2 separate regions of the Sus scrofa genome follow, and region 1 is linked to region 2. The links are chromatin contacts, called in public Hi-C maps. All regions are on one chromosome and are shown on one strand. Each heading gives the region's core, a stretch centred on a gene start, on an enhancer-like site or on the middle of the called end of the contact. The rest is flanking DNA. Distances are from core to core; before and after follow the strand shown. Region 1 has its middle 24 kb from the start of OSTC. Region 2 overlaps MCUB (calcium uniporter regulatory subunit MCUb, mitochondrial).

Region 1 (3,455 bases), core at 617-3,116, 880 kb before region 2:
TAATGCCTCTTTCACCTTTGATATTCCTTTCATCTCTAATTTTCTGCCACGTGGGTTTTCTATTGTTTTTAAAATTTTTTGGCCATGCCTGTGGCATTCGGAAGTTCCTGGGCCAGGGGTCAAACCCATGCCACATCAGCGACCTGAGGTGCTGCAGTGAAAACTTGGGCTCCTTAACCTGCTGTGCCGCAAAGGAGCTCCATGGGCTTTCTAATCAGTATCTGCAGGGCTGCAAATGAATTCCATTTGACCAGCAGATGGGGCTCTTGATAATAGAATAAGACGAAACATGTATTGAGCACCGACCATACACCAGGCCTAGGTGCAGTCCTGCTGCTGCCTCAGATTTACATGACCGTGTTCTCAGGCCTATCTCTTTCTTTCTTTTTTTCTTTTCTTTTTTGCCATTTTCTTGGGCCGCTCTTGCTCTCGGGCGGCATATGGAGGTTCCCAGGCTAGGGTCGAATCGGAGCTGTAGCCACCAGCCTCCGCCAGAGCCACAACAACGCAGGATCCGAGCCGCATCTGCAACCTACACCACAGTTCAAGGCAACGCCGGATCGTTAACCCACTGAGCAAGGGCAGGGACCGAACCTGCAACCTCATGGTTCCTAGTCAGATTCGTTAACCACTGCGCCAGGACGGGAATTCCCTCCCCTCAGGGCCTATCTCAAATGCTTGTTTTGACATGTAAGAAAAGCTTTCGAAAGGAACACCTGCCATTTTACTAAGAAGGAGCTTTTCCCTGTGTGATTACTGAGGCCCCTCCCAATGCTAAGTGCCACGATTTGAGGCCCAGAATTAAGTGACCTTAGGAGCTTAGGACTCCTTTGCAAAGGACCTGTTCTATCTAATCATCTGTGGCTTTCAAATACCTCCCAGGAACTCAGGAGCTAGAAACTGGCCTCTTATTAAGGATTTTGTGATCATAAATAGGATACAGAAGCTACAGAGAGTTCAAGAATATTTTCAGTTTACATGCAGTTTTTTTTTTTGGCTGCGCTTGCAGCCCGCAGATGTTCCTGGGCCTGGGCTCGAACCCACACCACAGCAGTGACAGCTGCTGGATCCTTAACTTTCTGTGCTGCCAGGAAAAACTCCTACATATACATTTGTTATACCTAAAATCTTTTATCCACAATGTAACAATAATACTAATACCATCTTTGCCTTACCCCCAGGTATCAACTACATGATGCTTCAACATAGGAAGTAGAATAATCCAGAAGTTTCTGAACTTTTGTTCTCTCTTTGTGTCTCTCTAAGCTCTCTTACAGTTTTCCAGTATCGATTATTATTACTTTATAAAAAGCCACCATGAATTATAGGGTGGTCATTATACTGTAACATTTCTAAGGAAAAGAAGTCGCAAAATAAGAGCTGCCTGGAGTTCCTGTTGTGCGCCAGTGGAAATGAACCTCACTAGCATCCATGAGTTCTTGGATTTGCTCCCTGGCCTTTCTCAGTGGGTTTAAGGATCTGGTGTTGCCCCATGCTGTGGTGTATGTAGGTCACAGATGCGGCTTGGATCTGGCCTTGCTGTGGCTGTGGCACAGGCTGGCAGCTGCAGCTCTGATTGGACCCCTGGCCTGGGAACTTCCATATGCAGTGGGTATGGCCCTAAAAAAAGCAAAAAAAAAAAAAAGATAGGAGCTGCCCTGCTGCTGGCAAGCCCATTTAAAACTGCTTCAACAATCAAATAGAAGATTTGCCAAATATTTAAATAACCTCTCAAAAGTAGGCCAGGACAAACCAGTAGTTCTTCCATTGACTAAGCTTGGACATGCGTCCTGTCATGAGAGGTGATGTTCCCGCCTCGCTGAGGCTCCAGAGGTTGAGTAACCTGTGCAGGTCTTTGCAACGAGCTCGTCCTCCCAGGGACCACATGGCTGGAGGTCCCTGCCCTGTTCCGTGCCCTGTCAGCACTTTGATAAGAGCAGGCAGGTGCACCAGAAAAAGCTGAATCCTAACTGTGTCTAGGGGTTTGGGGGGTCTAGCCTGTGAAGATGTGCTGTTTCTTTTTCTCCCCCTTCCATCCCCTGCGGACCCCCCAAATGTTACATAATGTGGCTGTTACTAAAGTAAAACTTTAATAAGGAAATTGCCTCTGTATCAAGGAGGTTTGTTGTTTCCCTTGTCTTTGGAATTTATCTTGGATCTTTTCCTCCGAGTATGTTAATCAGTGTTTCTGAGCAGACAGGGAGTAAACAGGGAAAGTGCTGATTCACTAGCCTTTGCACAGCGCTCCATTCTCTAGGACATTTAACCTTTTAAACGCCTAAGTCTTGTCCTTGAAAGGAATTGTTTTTTTTTGTTTGTTTGTTTTTTACTGTGGAAATCATTCAAGGAAGTGTGGGTATTAAAAGAAGCTAACATCAGGAGTTTCCTGGTGGCCTAGTGGGTGAAGGATCCGGTGTTGTCACTACTATGGCTTGGGTCATTTCTAGGGTATAGCTTCCATCTCTGGCTCAGGATCTTTTGCAGGCTGCAGGTGCAGCCAAAAAAAAAAAAAAAAAAAAAGTAGCTAGTATTTATTGAATTAAATTAATTAATAAATTAATTTATGTCTTTTTAGGGCCACACCCGTGGCATATGGAGGCTCCCAGGCTAGGGGTCTAATCGGAGCTGTGGCTGCCAGCCTACACCAGAGCCATAGCAATGCCAAATCCAAGCCACATCTGCGACCTAGACTACAATTCACGGCAATGCTGGATCCTGGACCCATGGAGCAAGGCCCGGGATTGAACCCACATCCTGATGGATACTAGTTAGATTCGTTTCCGCTGAGCCACGGCAGGAACTCCCACTTTAAGCTTCTTGAGGCAGAACCTGGTCCCACACACTGGGCTGTATGCAGTGCTACACAAATCAGAGGGGTTCGGTAAATCCTCTGTAATGATGGTCACATTATTTGCTTATTTATTCACTTGTTCTTTTTCTTCTCTCTCTCTCTTTTTTTCTTTTTTCTTTTCCATGTGCAGTGGCTTGATGGTGGAATCTCAGTCCCCAGACCACAGATTGAACCGGGGCTGCAGAAGTGAAAGTGCCAAGTCCTAACCACTAGACCACCAGGGAACTCCCTCTTTTCACTTTTATTATGGAAATTTTAAACACAAAAGAGGTGAAAGAGGAATGATTAATATAATAAACCTCTCCTCTCCCATTACTCAACTTCACCCATTATAAACTCAGGGCCAGTTTTATTTCAAAGATACCCACCCCATCCCCTACTCCCATCCCAGATTAATTTGAAATGAATCCCAGAGATATAACTTTTTTTGTGAAAAAATAATCTTTTGGAAAAAGGGCTTCTTTTGTGAGTGGCACACGTAGGGCAACTCACTTGCTCTGCGTGTGGAATGGACATTAAGAGATTTTGGAAGCTTAGTTTTTTGGTATCTGGGTAGCTGGTGATCGTTGGTCCTGGAGCCCCTGCTCTAAAAGTACGGAATAAA
Region 2 (3,478 bases), core at 520-3,019:
GATGCTTGCTTGCCATCTGTATATCCTGTTTGGTGAGGTGTCTGTTCAGATCTTTGGTCCATTTTGTAAGCAGGACGTTATACCCATATATATATATATGAGAAGATATATTCTTTTTCAGATTCTTTTCTGTTACGGGTTATCCTAAGATATTGAATGTAGTTCCCTGTGCTTTAAAGTATGTCCTCGTTGTTTATCTACTTTATATGTAGTCGTATATATATTTAATCCCAAATTCCTGATTCATCTCTCTCCCACCGTTTTATGTTTTTTTTAATGGGTTTCAATAAGTGTATAATGACATGTGTTCGCCGTTGTAGTTCCACTGCCCCCCAGAGTCCTCCCTTCTCTGCTGCTTCGTTTCTACCTGCCCCTTAACCTCTGGCAACCACCAGCCTTTTTACTTTCTCCCTAGTTTTGTGTTTTCGGAATGTTAAATATTGAAATCATAAATTATGTAAGTTTTTTCAGACTTCACTTCTTTTTGCTGAATTGTATGCATTCAAGTTTTTGTTTGGTTGGTTTTTTGCCTTTTTATGGCTGCAGGTGAGGCATATGGAAGTTCCCAGGCCAGGGGCTGAATCAGAGCTGCAGCTGCCAGCCTACACCACAGCAACATGGGATCCAAACTGCATCTGCGACCTGCACCACTGCTCATGGCAATGCCGGATCCCTGACCCGCTGAGCGAGGCCAGGGATCAAACCCGTATCCTATAGATCCTAGTTGGATTTGTTGCTGCTGCACCACGACAATAACTCCGTGCATTTAAGTTTTCTTCATGTCTCTTCATGGCTTGATAGTTCATTTCTTTTTAGTGTTGAATAATATTCTATTATCATGGATGTATCACTATTTATTTCTTCATTCACCTACTGAGGGATATCTTGGATGTTTCCAAGTTTTGACAATTATGAATAAAGTGGCTATACACATCGGTGTGCAGGTTTTTGTGTGAACATAAGTTTTCAGTTCATTTGGGTAGATACCGAGGAGCATGATTGCTGGTACACAAAGTAAGGGCATGTTTAGTTGTGTAAGAAACCGGCAGACTTTCTTCCAAAGGAGGTGCGTCGTTTCGCATTCCCGTCCCCAGGGAATGAGGGCTCCTGTTGCTCCATATCTTTGCCAGTGTTTAGTGTCCGCGTCGTGGATTTGGGCTCTTCTAATGTGAAGTAGTAGCAGCTCATTGTTTCAATTTACACTTGTCTAATAACGTATGATTTCAAATGCTTGCTTGCCATCTGTATATCCTGTTTGGTGAGGTGTCTGTTCTGTCCTTTTGTCCGTTTTCTAAGCAGGATGTTAATTTTCTTCTTGTTGGTTTTGGACTTCTTTGTATATTTTGGAATCACAATTCATTATCGTATCTCTCTTTGCAAATATTTTCTCCAGCTCTGACTTGTTTTCTCATTTGGTTGGTATTGTCTTTTGCAGAGCAGAGGTTTTGCATTTTAATGAAGTCTAGCTTAACGATTTCTTCCATGGATCAGGCTTTTGGTGTTATATCTAAAAGAGTCATCGCCGTACCCGAAGTCATCTAGAGTTTATCTTCTAGCAGTTTTCTAGTTCTGCATTTTATATTTAAGCCTATAATGCATTTTGAGTTAATTTTTGTGGAGGGTGTAAAGTCTGAGTCTAGATTCATTGTTGTGCATATGAATGTTCAGTTCTTACTAGCACAGTTTGTTGAAAACACTGTCTTTGCTCCACTCTGTGCCTTTGCTCCTGGATCAAAGATCAGTTGACCGCATTTATTTGGGTCTATTTCTGGGCTCTCGAATTTGCTCCATTGATCTCTCTGGCCTTTCACCAGAACCACAGCCTTGACACTGTAGTTTAGAGTAAGCCTGGAAGCTGCACAGTGTCAGTCTCTGCCTTTATTCTTCTTCAGTACTGAGTTGGCTGTTCTGAATCTTTGGATGCTGCATATAAATTTTAGAACCAAATTTGTTGATTTCCACAAAACATTGCTGAGCTCTTGATTGAGACTGCATTGAATTTATAGATAAAGTTGGGAAGAACTGATGATAGCTGGATAATAATTGAGTCCTTCTATCCATCAGCAAGGAATATTTCTATTTATTTAGCTTTTCTTTGATATCTTTTATCAGAGTGTGTAGTTTTTCTCACAGAGATCTCATACATTTTTTGTTAGATTTATGTCTAAGTTTTTCAATTTCTTTTGGTGCTAATGTATTTGCTGGTGTGTTTTTGATTTCAAATTCCACTTGTTCACTTCAAGGATATGATATAATTGACTTTTATATACTAACCTTGTATCTTGTCACCTTGTTATAATTGCTTATTACTTCCAGGAGTTTTTTGGTCCATTTTCAGATTTTCCACATAGACAATCATGTCATCTGTGGACAAAGACAATTTTATTTCTTCCTTCATAATCAACTTTTATTTTCTTAATGTATTAGCGAGGACTCGCAGTATGATTTTTCAGTGATGAGAGGAAATACTTTACCCTTTTCTTGGTCTTCGCAGGAAGGCATCAGGTTTCTCACATTAAATATGATGGAGTTTTTTCTTTGTTTTTCAGTTTGGGAAACTTTTATTGACATCCTTAATCTCAGAGATTATTTCTTAGCCCTGCACTACTACTAATGAGTCCATGGAAGGCATTTTTTATTCTGTTGTAGCAGCTTTTGATCTCTAGCATTTCATTTTGATTCTTTCATAGAAATTTCAATTCTCTGCTTACGTTACTTCTCTGTTCTTGCATCTTGTCTGCTTTGTTCAGTAGAGCCCTTGTCATATATTATAGTTATTACTTCAGATTACTCTATTATTCCAGTATTCCTGCTATATCCAGCTCTGGTCCTGATGCTTGCTTTGTCTGTTCAAACTGTGTTTTTGCCTTTAGGTATGCCCTATAATTCTTTTTTTTTTTTTCTTCTGTCTTTTGGATTTTTAGGGCTGCACCTGCAGCACATGGAGGTTCCCAGGCTGGGGGTCTCATCAGAGCTGTTGCTGCCAGCCTTCGCTACAGCCACAGCAATGCCAGATCCAAGCCATAGGTGCGACCTACACCACAGCTCACGGCAACGCCGGATCCTTAACCCACTGAGTGAGGCCAGGATCGAACCCACAATCTCATGGTTCCTAGTCGGATGCATTTCTGCTGCATCAAGACAGGAACTCCTGCCCTGTAATTCTTTGTTGAAAGCTGAACACTATATACTGGGTAAAGGGAGCCATGGCAAACAAGCCTTTAATGGTATGACTGTAAGGTGTGTGTTGGGGGGGGATGTGTTCTCTAGTCCTATCATTAGGTCATTCTTTCATTCTTTCCTGAGCCTGTGCCCTGGACAGTGAACTCCATGTCTTTCTGAGGGTTAAAAATAAGGACGGCTAGAGGGTGCTAGAATTGGGTATTTCCCTTCCCGCAGATGAGTCAGATGCCTTTAAAATCCTCTGTAGGTAGGCGCTGGTAAAAATGATTTCTCGGAGGGCCGGCCTGATTAAGAA

Evidence for each region. A called contact is a pair of places that touch in the nucleus more often than the background predicts.
Region 1: a contact with region 2 is called in a Hi-C map of liver, with 2.0 times the contacts expected there. The contact joins two enhancer-like sites. A contact is called at or near these places in 12 of 47 Hi-C or Micro-C datasets (alveolar macrophages, embryonic fibroblasts, fetal skeletal muscle and 8 more).

Annotation. Positions count from the first base shown.
Region 1 is chr8:113,421,657-113,425,111 of Sscrofa11.1, reverse strand. No RefSeq gene overlaps it. Among named protein-coding and RNA genes, the nearest start is that of OSTC, 24 kb to the left of the region's middle. Within about 2 kb of position 1,866, at least 6 of the 83 cell types and tissues checked have an H3K27ac peak or open chromatin away from gene starts, as enhancers often do. A contact at or near this core is called in liver, where this site is marked.
Region 2 is chr8:112,545,627-112,549,104 of Sscrofa11.1, reverse strand. The region is part of intron 4 of MCUB (calcium uniporter regulatory subunit MCUb, mitochondrial); the gene reads left to right. Among named protein-coding and RNA genes, the nearest start is that of CASP6, 28 kb to the right of the region's middle. Within about 2 kb of position 1,769, at least 2 of the 83 cell types and tissues checked have an H3K27ac peak or open chromatin away from gene starts, as enhancers often do. A contact at or near this core is called in liver, where this site is marked.